Regions from separate parts of the Mus musculus genome. Here all the other regions are linked to region 1. A link is a contact called in public promoter capture Hi-C data. All regions are on one chromosome and are shown on one strand. Each heading gives the region's core, a stretch centred on a gene start, on an enhancer-like site or on the middle of the called end of the contact. The rest is flanking DNA. Distances are from core to core; before and after follow the strand shown.

What was found. Promoter capture Hi-C pulls out the DNA fragments that hold promoters and counts their contacts.
Region 2: a contact with region 1 is called in a promoter capture Hi-C map of hippocampal neurons, with 3 times the contacts expected there. The contact joins the enhancer-like site here to the promoter of Nab2 in region 1. A contact is called at or near these places in 2 of 39 promoter capture datasets (the 3T3-L1 cell line and hippocampal neurons), 1 of 15 datasets of contacts at CTCF or cohesin (the NIH/3T3 cell line), 1 of 484 Hi-C or Micro-C datasets (embryonic stem cells), 2 of 115 datasets of contacts at active chromatin or transcription factors (the NIH/3T3 cell line and bone marrow-derived macrophages) and 3 of 9 other capture datasets (adipose tissue, liver and pancreatic islet).
Region 3: a contact with region 1 is called in a promoter capture Hi-C map of embryonic stem cells. The contact joins the promoter of Kif5a here to the promoter of Nab2 in region 1. A contact is called at or near these places in 3 of 39 promoter capture datasets (3T3-L1-derived adipocytes, embryonic stem cells and hippocampal neurons) and 2 of 9 other capture datasets (adipose tissue and liver).
Region 4: a promoter capture Hi-C map of liver shows a contact between it and region 1, with 2.9 times the contacts expected there. The contact joins the enhancer-like site here to the promoter of Nab2 in region 1. A contact is called at or near these places in 9 of 39 promoter capture datasets (3T3-L1-derived adipocytes, the C10 cell line, Sertoli cells and 5 more), 1 of 15 datasets of contacts at CTCF or cohesin (the NIH/3T3 cell line), 11 of 115 datasets of contacts at active chromatin or transcription factors (the NIH/3T3 cell line, acute myeloid leukemia, bone marrow-derived macrophages and 7 more) and 4 of 9 other capture datasets (adipose tissue, embryonic stem cells, liver and 1 more).

What each region holds. Positions count from the first base shown.
Region 1 is chr10:127,665,209-127,668,123 of GRCm38.p6, forward strand. Nab2 (Ngfi-A binding protein 2) reads right to left here and starts at 1,495. Exons shown (of 7, transcript NM_008668.2): 1 at 1,168-1,495. The coding sequence starts at 1,250. It overlaps 1700012D01Rik (RIKEN cDNA 1700012D01 gene), which reads left to right and starts at 1,915. Exons shown (of 2, transcript NR_045171.1): 1 at 1,915-2,175.
Region 2 is chr10:128,132,553-128,135,467 of GRCm38.p6, forward strand. Rbms2 (RNA binding motif, single stranded interacting protein 2) reads right to left here. Exons shown (of 13, transcript NM_019711.2): 10 at 2,445-2,555; 11 at 1,576-1,656; 12 at 1,089-1,173; 13 at 1-815. The coding sequence ends at 1,093. Among named protein-coding and RNA genes, the nearest start is that of Gm51821, 8.4 kb to the left of the region's middle. Within about 2 kb of position 1,434, at least 32 of the 459 cell types and tissues checked have an H3K27ac peak or open chromatin away from gene starts, as enhancers often do. A contact at or near this core is called in hippocampal neurons, where this site is marked.
Region 3 is chr10:127,261,804-127,264,718 of GRCm38.p6, forward strand. It overlaps Kif5a (kinesin family member 5A), which reads right to left and starts at 1,560. Exons shown (of 29, transcript NM_001039000.4): 1 at 965-1,560. The coding sequence starts at 1,093. Gm40800 (a long non-coding RNA gene) reads left to right here and starts at 2,501. Exons shown (of 2, transcript XR_872171.2): 1 at 2,501-2,898.
Region 4 is chr10:127,968,625-127,971,539 of GRCm38.p6, forward strand. No RefSeq gene overlaps it. Among named protein-coding and RNA genes, the nearest start is that of Gm23996, 17 kb to the left of the region's middle. Within about 2 kb of position 1,412, at least 33 of the 459 cell types and tissues checked have an H3K27ac peak or open chromatin away from gene starts, as enhancers often do. A contact at or near this core is called in liver, second pharyngeal arch cranial neural crest and trophoblast stem cells, where this site is marked.

The sequences.
Region 1 (2,915 bases), core at 245-2,744:
CTGCCCTCTTTCCTGGACAGTGCCCTCCGATCCCCAGGAGCACAGAAGGCCGGTTGCCCGACCTAAGCTATCAGGAAAAACGCTTACCTCGTCTTTTACTTTGATCTTTCTGGTCTGGGCAGCACCATCTTGAGCCCTGAGACTTTTCATAACTTCCCTGAAATGGCTGGACCCACTTCCCTCCCAACTAAGTCCTTACCTCTTCCCCCTAAATACTCAGCAGCCTCAACATTACTTAATGTAACATCCCATATTAAAGTTAACTTAGAATACTAAGAGCTATTGCTGGCAGCTGTACTCCTTGGCCAGGTAGCTGAGAGGGAGGGGTGTGGCCTCTTCCTTGGCATTTAGGGAACCTGGTAGACCCTTGCTCCTGTTCTTCGCTTCCAAGGATTAAAGCACCCTTCCTAGACTCTGTCCCAACTTTCCAAAGGCTGCCCAGTTCCCTTCAGTTACCCCCTCTCCTTTGATTGATCCTTCCTACTATTCAGCAGGCCCCTCTCTTCTGGGAAAGGGGGAGGGAAGCCTTGATTGTTCTGCTCTGGGGCCCTTCTTCCCACACACTCCCACAGTAGCAGCGTCTGTGGGCGAAAACCGCCTGGGGGCTCCCGCCTACTCTCCTCTCGCTTGTTTTCCACCCTTATCTTCGACAAGGGAGTGCGGGAGAGGTTGAAGGTCTCTTGAGGAAGGGGCTGCACCCCTCCTCACCCTGTGAATGGTCATTTCACGGACAAGGGAGGCCTGAAGCACACCCCCTTCAGGCCCGCAGATGCTTAACTCAAAGGAACCACCTTCTCCCGGATGCCTGCTAATGACACACTGAGACAGCTAAGAGCCGCCACCCCTCACACTGTTGACAGATCAAGCTCTGGAGCTTCCCCTGGCTGGGGGGACATTCTTTGCAGGGGGCTCATGTGCCAGGTTATGCCCACTGAGTAAACCTGGAGTGGAAAACGAGGCAGTACTCTATCGTATCCAGGTTCATCGGGTCTTTGTTTGCTTCCAGGATCCCCTATTTCGAATACTCACCCCCTTTTCCATCAGTCTCCACCTCCCACCTCCGTCCCGCTTCCCCACGTCCTCTTTTCGACCTCCACCCTTTAGACCCCATTCCGGAGTCCAACTCCACCCATCTCCACTCCCTGCCACCTCCTTTTGCCCACTAACTTGAATCTGGGTTGCGGGGTCCGGCGTGTGTTATCCCCTCTGCCAGGTGGCTGTTCCGCTGTGGGAGAGGGAGCTCTGTGCATGGACGGCCAGAGATCACCAGTGCCTCCCCTCTCGGTGCCCGGCGCCTGCTGCGCGCTGCTCTTTGCCTGGCGCGCGCGGCCCGGGTCCACCGCTGTCCAGGCTCCGTCCCTCCCTCCACGTCTTCTCTCTCGGAGCCTCCGCGCCTCTGTCTGTGCCTCTGCCCCCACCTCCCCGGCTGCGCTTGCCGCCTCTCCGCGCCTCCTCCCCCGCAGGACGCACAGGGAGCGAGGCCCGGCGCTGCGCTGGCTGCCGGGCTGGCGGGAGGAGGGCGTGGGCAGAACCGGGGGCTGGGACCGGAGGCGGTGGGTGGGAGCCCAGGCCTGAGCCTTGGAGAGGCTGCTGTGGAGACTGAGAGGAGGAGACTTGGGGGAAGGGGGGGGGGGGGAGGTGTGGAGGCGGAGCGGGGACTCAGGAATCGGGCGCTGAGTTGGGGACCGAGGTGACCGAGGCCGAGCTGTGGAAGGGGGAGCTTGGGGACCCAACGGGCGGGGCAGGTCGCTCCTTGCCGCCCACGCCGGATGCACAGCCGGCCCTCTCTGCGCCCACGTACCCACGTGAGCGCCCCGCCGGCTACATTCCTACTCCCTGCACCACTCCTACTCCTGTGAGCCGAGAGCGCAGTTTCACAACCACGCACAAGTATACAAAGACACGCGCACGTACGTGCACACGCGTCCAAACAACGACGCGGACGCCCGTTGGCCGCACTCTGGCCGCGCCGAGCCGTTAGTTTGAATGTTAGAAGTGATGGGGGAAAAGTTAGCGAAGGGTCGGGGTGTGCTGTTCCTCCTGCTCGGCTCCCCTAGGATGTATCCTTAGGGTAAACCTGTTAGCGCGGGGCTGCGCAGGAATCCCTTCGGTATCTTAACACCGTTCTCTGGCCTAAAGGTTGTAATATGAAGAGGCGGCTCTCAAACCTTGGTCGTAAGTTATACTAGAATCTACTATTTACTTGAGCGTTGGTTAGGCACGTCGGGGTTGCTAGGTAGAGCCCGGATGGGTTTACCATGTTTTCGTGGCACCCTCTTTTCTGATGGCCAGGCCTTACTGCTTGGACGACTAGATAGCAAAGCCAGGAAAAGGCAGGTACCTTCTCTGAGGTCATGAGTTATTGAACCTCTCTGGACAGTGAAGTGGAAGCTGAGCAAAAGGCTAAGAGTAGTCTACGTGACTGTCCACCGTGGAGGACCGCCTTCAAGGAGCCCAACCCCCTCGGTTTCTTCTAGTCCCATCTGGTTCCCATTACACGCCCACGGCTAGGAGGGTTGGGGGGGGGGTATTGGGCACGCGGGGGTTGTGTAGGCCTTTGGGGAAAGGGAGGGTGGGGGTGGAAAGCGTGGCCGACTGGCCAGAGGAAACGTCCCTCTAGTTTGAAACCTCGGCTCCGCCCCTCTGCTCAGCACTTGTGAGTGGCTTGCCCCAGCAGGGCGTGGGTGGTGTGGGTCGGGGCGGGTTCTACATTCCAGATTCATTCCAGACTGACGAGGAGGGGGATCTCTTGGTTTCCCGAAGAGGGATGGGTACTTTAGGAGGAACGATTTCAATAGCTCAGGTTTTTGTCTTCCAAACATACTAGGGATTGTAGGAAGGTGCAGGGTCCTTCTCCCGACCCTTTGCTACTAAGGAGGGCGCGACTAGACGGCCTTTCCTTCAATGTGTGCGGC
Region 2 (2,915 bases), core at 184-2,683, 470 kb after region 1:
CATGAAATTTAAATCAAATTCATAAAATTAAAAATTGTAAAAAGGCAAAGTAGGCAGGCTAAGCTAAATGGAAAAGAAAAAAAGACCATTGTGGAGAAGTTTTAAAAAACAACTAGCCGGGCGGTGGTGGCGCACGCCTTTAATCCCAGCACTTGGGAGGCAGAGGCAGGTGGATTTCTAAGTTCGAGGCTAGCTTGGTCTACAAAGTGAGCGCCAGGACAGCCAGGGCTACACAGAGAAACCCTGTCTTGAAAAAAAAAAAACCAAAAAAAAAAAAACAACTAGCTAGGCATGGCGGTGCACTCAGACAGAGTGGGAAGGATCGCTGAGTTCAAAGCCAGCCTGGTCTACATTGTCAGCCAGCCAGGACTGCACTGTGAGACCCTGCCTTAAACAGTGCGTGGGAGGGAGGTGGGTGGGTGTGTGCAAAGTGTGTGTTGAGAGCTTTGCAAAACAAAAGTTTTAAGCCTGCATATCTAAAACACACATTGAAAATAGTCCCTAACTGAACCTGGCAAGCAGCGCCCCTTCACTGACTTCACAGCACTGCGATTGTTCTTAAACCATTTTAAAAGCCCAACATACCCAAACCTCTCGAAGATGAGAAGCACCTCAACTGGTGTCTTTGGGGTAGGAGAAAGGTTCGCTGCAATTAAATACAAAGCAAGAAACTTCTTTTGCAAAAGAAAAAAAAGTCTTTTTGATCTTGAATGTAGCACATTCAAAAAAAAAAACCAACGTGATTCCTCAGGTTCCATCAGCCACAGGAAGGAGCCCAAGGAGGACTGCATAGGCTTCTCTCCCCAGGTCTGGACCTGTGAGGGAATGACAGCCAGGTGTTAGTGCTCAGCAGGCTACAGCTAGGCTTGTAACTTGCTAAACCTTCTGGAGTCTGTGAGCATCTCCAAGAGTTCCTTTCTGTTTAACAAAGATGGGGGGAAAGAATCCTAAAGGAGGCATTAGCTGGAGACGATACGAAGAGGACACGACTATTAATTAACCTGTCTGGCTATTGGCAGAACAAAGCTGCAAGCACCATCTTCCAGTTCAGCATAGCATAGCAGCATTCCCCACCATAAAGTTCTTACCTCATTATTTGCTGAACTGGAAAGGATAGACCCCGTGGTCTGAGGGGGGCTCCACTGCCAGTTGATTCTGCTGGCCATTGCTCTCCTGTATCACAGCCAAGGAAAGTTACTGAAGCATTCCTACACGCACCTCCCACTAAAGCCTCCCCAATTCAGCCACACACACACACACCGCCCCCAACGCATGTGTGCATCCAACATCCAGACTGCCAGAAAGCGGGCAAAGTGGTCCAGCTACCTTGGAAAATACTTCAGCATTTGCTCATTTTCAGAGTATTGAGGCAGCTGAAGTCAGCATCCCTGTCTAAATTGAACAGAGCAGGCTGGCTAAACACCAATGAAGCCGCCTCCTGCTCTCCTCACAACCACCAGTGAGGATGCCGGCGGTAGGCAGTACCGAGAGAGGAGTACACAGTTCAGAGATCTGCCCTTGATGTGTCCTGGCCTCACTGCAAAACAAAACAAAACGAACCGAAAAAGCTCCTACCTCAGCAGAAACACTGGAAGAAGGCACAGCTGGGTACTGGGAGATGTAAGCCCCATGCATAGCAGCAGCTGCCGGCATGAACTACAAAAACAAAAACAATGGTTCTCAGCTAGTTTAAAGCCCTCAGGAGCTTCAGAAAACACAGAGACCTTTATTGTTGTGGGTGCTTCTTTAAAATGTCCCTGGAGTGCCCGAGGATGCCAGCTAGAGACACGTTGATGTCCCTCCCTCACTGCGTTCCCTCTCTTCCTCCACACCCTCAACTCACTGCCACCAGCTCTCCTGCACCAGTCAGACCTAAAAGAGCCTTGAGCTTCATCCCTTCCCTTTCAGTGTTCTGATGAGCTCTTCTAGGAGATATGCACTGGCGCCTAAGCAAATTCACAAATGTTTAAACCACATTTAGTTCCGTGACTGGGAAGCAGGTAAGAGGTAGGCAGGAAGGTATATCCCCAGCTTACTGATTCTTTTCTGTTTATCAATGGCCTTGAACTTTTTTTTAAGATTTATTATTTTATTTTATTTATATGAGTACATTGTAGCTGTCTTCAGATACACCAGAAGAAGGCATCTGATCCCCATTACAGATAGGTTGTGAGCAACCATGTGGTTGCTGGGAATTGAACTCCAAACCTCTGGAAGAGTTGTCAGTGCTCTTAACCACGGAGCCATCTCTCCAGCCTGGCCTGGAACTTTTAAGTCTTCCTGACTCAGCCTCCTGAGTATAAGGATTAGAAGCATTTACTGCAGTTCTGAGCCTGCCTTTGCTGACCCTGACACACTTGCGTCCTGCGTAACCACAGGTACCAAGGAGCATTTCCTAGGCACTTCTTATTCTGCAGGGTTAATAACCACAGACAATCCTTTACCGTGCCCAGACTGTTGAGTGACAGGTGACCCAGTTGCTGGGTAAGAGGTCCCATCATGGAGGCAGGCTGGAGAGAGAGGGGGTGGTCCATCCCTGGTGTCAGAACTGAGCCCTAGAGAAGGCAATGAAGGGAAGGGTTAAGCAGCACCCTCCTGTAAAGACACCTGAGTGGCAAGGATGCCAAGCAGGGCCACCAGTGTTTTGTTTTTGTTTTGCTTGTTTGTGTCTCTTGACAGGTTTAACCCTGGCTGTCCCAGAACTCACTCTGTAGACCACTCTGGCCTTGAACTCGCAGATCCACCTGCTGCTGCCTTCCAAGTGCTGGGATTAAAGGCCTGTGTCTCTACACCCAGACTTTGATTTGCTTTTTAAGAACAGTTTAAGTGCACTAGAATCAGGAAGCAAACTATTCGGGAACTAGAGTACCGTCTGCTGACATTTCCAAGTCCTGAGAATTAACCCGAGTTCTACA
Region 3 (2,915 bases), core at 310-2,809, 400 kb before region 1:
TTCAGTTCTGTAGACTAGCAGATCTACGGAGTCTCGGCATGACCTTGAGAAAGTCATTCAACTTCCTTGAACCTCAATCTCCTCGTCTGCAAAACGGAAGTATGAACACTGCTTACTGCAATCTTGAGACTTCAGTCCTAAGCACAGAACACCAAGTGCACAGAAAGCATTAATTCGCCTGACGATCTCCTTGGGAGAGGGCTGCCATGACGAGGTAGCACTCATACTACCTTGTATTGGATCTTCAAGACTAAGATGAATAAGCAAGTATGTACAAACTCAGGATTTGGGCACTTTGACTTGGGAGGGCTTAGGATCTGAAATCATCTTGATACTACACTCGGGATAGAAAGGCACACAGGCCCTTAGGATCCTAGAGGCTAACTCTCCAATTGGGTGTGGCATCTGTGTACAGCTTTCCCAGAAAACCCTTCACCAGATTTCTGCTCCCTCCCCCCAAGTCCAGGCAGCAACTACTAAAGGCGATGATGGAAGGGCCCGTCCTAGAACCCACTCCCATTCATTCCTCCACAGAGGCCCTAGACTTCTCATTTCCTATCAAGCCCATCCACTAACCTTCCCCTCCCTTCGTGGAGGTTAGGGTAGAGATGAGAGTCAATAACAAAGGGAAAACGCGCTTTCTCTAGGGGAGAGGGAAAACATCACAAAGGCAGGGAACTGGCTCTAAGGGGTGGGAACATTGCAAGAGAGTAGCAAAGACAAGTTGGGGTTCCTGATGACGGGAAAGGAGCCCCCTCCCACTCTGCAGAGACTTGGCTGCAGGCCTAGGCAGGCCACACCCAGCCATCCTGATGCAGGGGAGAGGAGGGGCTGCGGCGGAGAGGATGGAGGCTGAGCATCCCTGAGCTGCTGCAGGATGACAGGCAGAGGGACTAAGTCTTGGGGGTGAAAAGATTTTTGCATCCCGCCCCCTCCTCTAATTTCCTTCGGATGTAGCACTCACCCCAATAATGACGCTGTCGTCCCCTTGGAAAATGGGGATGAACTTGTCCCCCCGCAGAATCTCGGCCTGGTTCAGGGGCCGAAATCGGCAAAGCACCTTGATGCTGCATTCGTTGTTAGTCTCCGCCATGGTGGTCGACGACGACGAGGGGCTGGGAGCGTCTCCGACTGCAAGGGTAGCGTGTACTCCGGAGGAAGGGGACGCTGGGCTGAGGTCGAGGCAGTGGACAGGTGATCTGTCGCTGAGGCCAAGGGAGCAGCTGGAACGCCTCGGGGAAGATGAGCTTTCGGTGTCCTGCGGCACTGGATGCGGGCGACCTGGGCGTCTGGTCCTCTCGCCGCGCTGTGCCTCTCCGCCCCTCGCGCTGCAGCCGCGCTGCGGGCCTGGGCGGGGCGCGCCGGAGCCGCGGGGGCGGGGTTTCCTTCGCAGGAGGTGATCCTCCGAACTGCGACCACCCAAAGGTGGAGTTTGGCTTAGGCTCACCTGGTTCCTTGATTTGGAGGCTCGCAAATAACCTTGTCCTCACCCCTTCCCCACACAGCTCACTTTGCTACACGCGACCTGTCTGTTCCTCCTTAGACTCCACCTACAGGAATGGAAAAGAGGACTAAGGTGGGCCTGTCGCCTGCCTGGGAAAGAGCACCTACGGGCCTCCCATTCCCTTAATTCCAGAACACACACCCCCGCAAAAAACAAAACAAAACAAAACAAAAAACACCCATTACACCCCACTTTTCATATTTAAATCACACTTATCCTCCTTCTCCCAGCCTCTTTCTGCCCCTCAGATGTACAATGAGCCAGTGAGCCTTTACGGGTGGGAAGCTACAGAAGTGAAGTCTAGATCCCATGGCATGGAGAAAAGACAGGCAGGTCTTGCCTACTCCTCTATAATATAATATATAATAGAAGTAAATATAATATAATAATAGAAGGAAAGACAAGCTATCTTCCAGCCATTCAGGGACAGATGGAGTTCTCATCGAGGCCTCTAAGGTTGGGGTGGGATATGGGTAGGCAGGGCAGCTTTTGCAAGAGAACAGGAGTATAGCAGCCTGAGGAAAGGAACAAAGGGCCAGAGGTCCTGCTGTGAGGAGCTTCCAGGGCAAAGAGTTACATTTGGGTCTCAGACGGGCTCAGTATCTCTGTGTGTTTACTGCCCTAGTTACCTTTGGACAGAGTCTCCATTCTTTTCTTCTCCCAGTTTCCACATCGGAAGAAAAGAAAGAAAGAAAGAAAGAAAGAAAGAAAGAAAGAAAGAAAGAAAGAAAGAAAGAGAGAGGAAAGGATAGGAAAGGAAAGGAAAGGAAAGGAAAGGAAAGGAAAGGAAAGGAAAGGGGACAAAGAGCCAAGCCCAGAGAGTTCTTGTCCTGTCTCCTCCGCAGCCCAAAACAGGAACACCACGAGCTGGTCAAATTGATTTCGCTCAATGTCACAGCCTCTGCTTGTCAACAGAGAGCTCCGATGCAGGGCTTGAGGTTCCAGCCAAGGGGAAGATGGGGTGATGGGAGAAATCAGAAGGGAGGGGGTGGAGGCCTTGGCTCAGAAACTGGCCAGTGTCTAGGGTCAGTTAGTTACTAAGGGGGAAGGATGAGAGGGCAGTGGCCTAGACAAACAAGCCCTAACCGGCCAGATACCAGCTGAGCTGGGCCTTCACTAGTCACACTCCTTGACTCTTAAGGGAACCAACAGAAAGAAGCCCAATACATGACCTGGAGATCATGGTGACAGAGGCCGAGGCTTGGGCAGAAGCCAGGAATGAGAATGGCGAGTTCCTAATTCAGGAACGCTACCCTCGGTCGTTTGGCACTGTTTCTGAAGGTTGCAGCATCTTGCAAGCTCAGGAAATATACCAACGTCCAGCCTCTAGAGACAAGAAGGTGGCATCCTTAGTGACTTCAAAATGACAGTCCATCGAGGCAAGAATTCAGTGGGTATGTGTGCCCACACA
Region 4 (2,915 bases), core at 162-2,661, 300 kb after region 1:
ACTTCAAATATAATTAGCCCCAGGGCTATCTACAACAGAAACCAGGTGATCTGGTTTCTAGGGTAACACACACTGTGCCCTTTCCCAACCACTCCAGGGCAAGTGAGCAGCTTTATTCTACCAAATGTTTCCCATGATGCTCTGCCTTGCCTCAGATCTAAAGACAATGGACCCAAACTAGAACCATGAGTCAGAATAAATCTTCCTCCTTTGAACCGATCTTCTCAGATAAGAGGCTGGACCTTGAAGTTCTCTTATCCCAGTTATTCTGAAGCCACCAGACAAAAGGTGATGCCTAACAAAGTCACCAGAATGGAGCCCACACATTAAGGAGCCATGGGACATCTTGCTAAACAAAAGAAAAGGAAGAATTATAGGTTCTAGGAGGCAGCAATTTGATAGGCTTTGGACAAGGCGCTGTGTGAAATGAATCTCAGGCTTAGACTGCAAAATGAGTCTTGGGTTCCTCTGTTTCCTGGGGAAGACCCATTGAGAATAATGCACATGGTTTCCACCATCCCTCAATTGCATCTTAGCGCTGGTCTCAAAGAAAGGAATCGGCTATACCCTCCTATTTAATCTTACATGCCCCCGTAACTGAAGCACTATTGCAGCTGTTGGCATTAGGAGAGAAAGCTTCAGTTTTCTTCAGGGATGTGGCTCCTCGTATATCAGTCGGGCTCCCGTGGATGGCCCCTCTGAACAATACAAATTAGATCCAACAATGAGAAAAAAGAAAAAAGAAAGAAAAATGAAGAGACTCAAAGTTGAAGCAGGGGGCTGGAGAGATGGCTCAGCAGTTAAGAGCGCCAACTGCTCTTCAGGAGGTCCTGAGTTCAAATCCCAGCACCCACATGGTGGCTCACAACCATCTGTAATGAGATCTGACGCTCCTCTGGTGTGTTTGAAGACAGCTACAGTGTACTTACATATAGTAATAAATAAATGTTTTTTTTTAAAGCGTTTGCTGCTCCTCCAGAGGATCTGAGTTCAGATCCCAGCACCCATTTCTGGATTTCTGGTGATTCACAACTCTATGTAGCTCCAATTCCCTCTTCTGGACAGCATAGTCTCTCTCTCTCTCTCTCTCTCTCTCTCTCTCTCTCTCTCCCTCCCTCTCTCACTCACACACACACCACATGCATGTACTATATGTAAAAAAAAAAAGTTGAAGCAGGCAGGGTAGGGAGTGAGAGTCAGTCTTAGAGGAGTCAGGAACAGAAATGGGGAGTAAGAATTTAGGAGTCTCATGAGCTGAGAATGTAGCTGGGGGGGGGGTGTAGGTTTCCTGCAGAGTTTGTTTCACATGAAGCCCTGGGACCTGGAATGGATCCCCAGCAAGTGTGTGTGGGAAAGATAAGAAATTACACCACACTTTGATTCCATAGGCCCTATCAGAAAGACCTTCGGTCAGGGAACATTTGAATTCTCCAGTTAGAGTTAATGTTTATCTTCTGAACAAGGCACGACATGCACAAGTATGTGATTACTGTAAGAAATAAATTCTGACCTTTCGGTTTTTGTAAAGGGACACCCAGCCAGTATTGGCCTAGTAACGATTGAATGGAAGACACTAATAATGCTACCAGCCTCCTTCCCCACGATGCACACTGAAACCTAACCTCCACAAAGCTACCCCTACACGGCCAAACTAGGAATTTAGAGCAGAAAATTACTGACAGCCAATCTGGCCTACAAAATCATGTGACCAACATGCTTTAAAAAAAAAAAAACAAGGTGTAAGATGTAGGGACAAGCCCATGCCCTCTTGAGAAAGGAACGACTGAGAAAATAATAATAAGCCCTGGGTAATATGCAGGACTGTGTGCCCTCCTGATTACACGGAGGATGTGGAAAAGGGGGAAGGGCTTGCTTGTGTTAAGGCTTAAAACTCTCCTCTGTGTTCAGCCCATCCCTAAGGAGTCTTTAGTGATCACTGTCATGAGGTAACAAAGCGGTTTTGTTTCTCCTGGTTGGCCACAGGCCTGGGATACCACTAAATTGTAGGCTTCTCTGTAACTCAACCTGCCTGGCTTGCAGATTGCCCATATCCCTCCTGTTACTGAATTCCAAATTCAGATGGAATTAATATTACTTGCTATTTCTTGCAGGCCTCCCATTTCCAGTGACCCTGGGCCCCAGGCATGACTAAAGAAAGGAAGAGCTTTAGCCTTGGGGCTGTTTCTGTTTGTAGAGAGTGGAATTTCGTCCTTTGGGGATTTGAACAAGCAAAACCTTTTTGTGACTTTTCATAGCAACACATGATCTGTAGTTCAAACTTATGACACAGATATCTTTAATTTATTTCTCTTTAGGCTACTTGACAAGAGACCCAGACCCAAGAGAGAGAGAGAGAGAGAGAGAGAGAGAGAGAGAGAGAAACAAATTGTATCCTAACCATCATTCTTATTGCAGCCCAGCTGTCTTGCTGTCCACATCTATCAAACATCTGGAAATCTTCACAGCATCACACGAAAAACTGGGCTATAGGTTAAAAGAAAAGTTTAAACTATTAATTCATTGAAAATTATTTGTTGGCTACTAATCCATTTAAACTGTTTCATCTTACGGGTTCAGTAATTCATTTAAAGTCACAACAAAGTCATTTGTTTTCTCTCTCTCTCTCTCTCTCTCTCTCTCTCTCTCTTTCCCTCTCTCTCTCTCTCTCTCTCTCTCTCTCTCTCGATTTTTTTATGTATATGATGCTCTGTCTGCATGTACACCTGCATGCCAGGAGAGGGCATCAGATCCCTTTATAGATGGTTGTGAGGCTTGTGGTTGCTGGAGACTGAACTCAAGACCTCTGGAAGAGCAGTCAGTGCTCTTAACCACTGAGCCATCTCTCCAGCCCCACGATTCTCTCTTAAATCTTAAAAATACATTGCTCAGGACTAGAGAGATACCCCAGCAGTTAA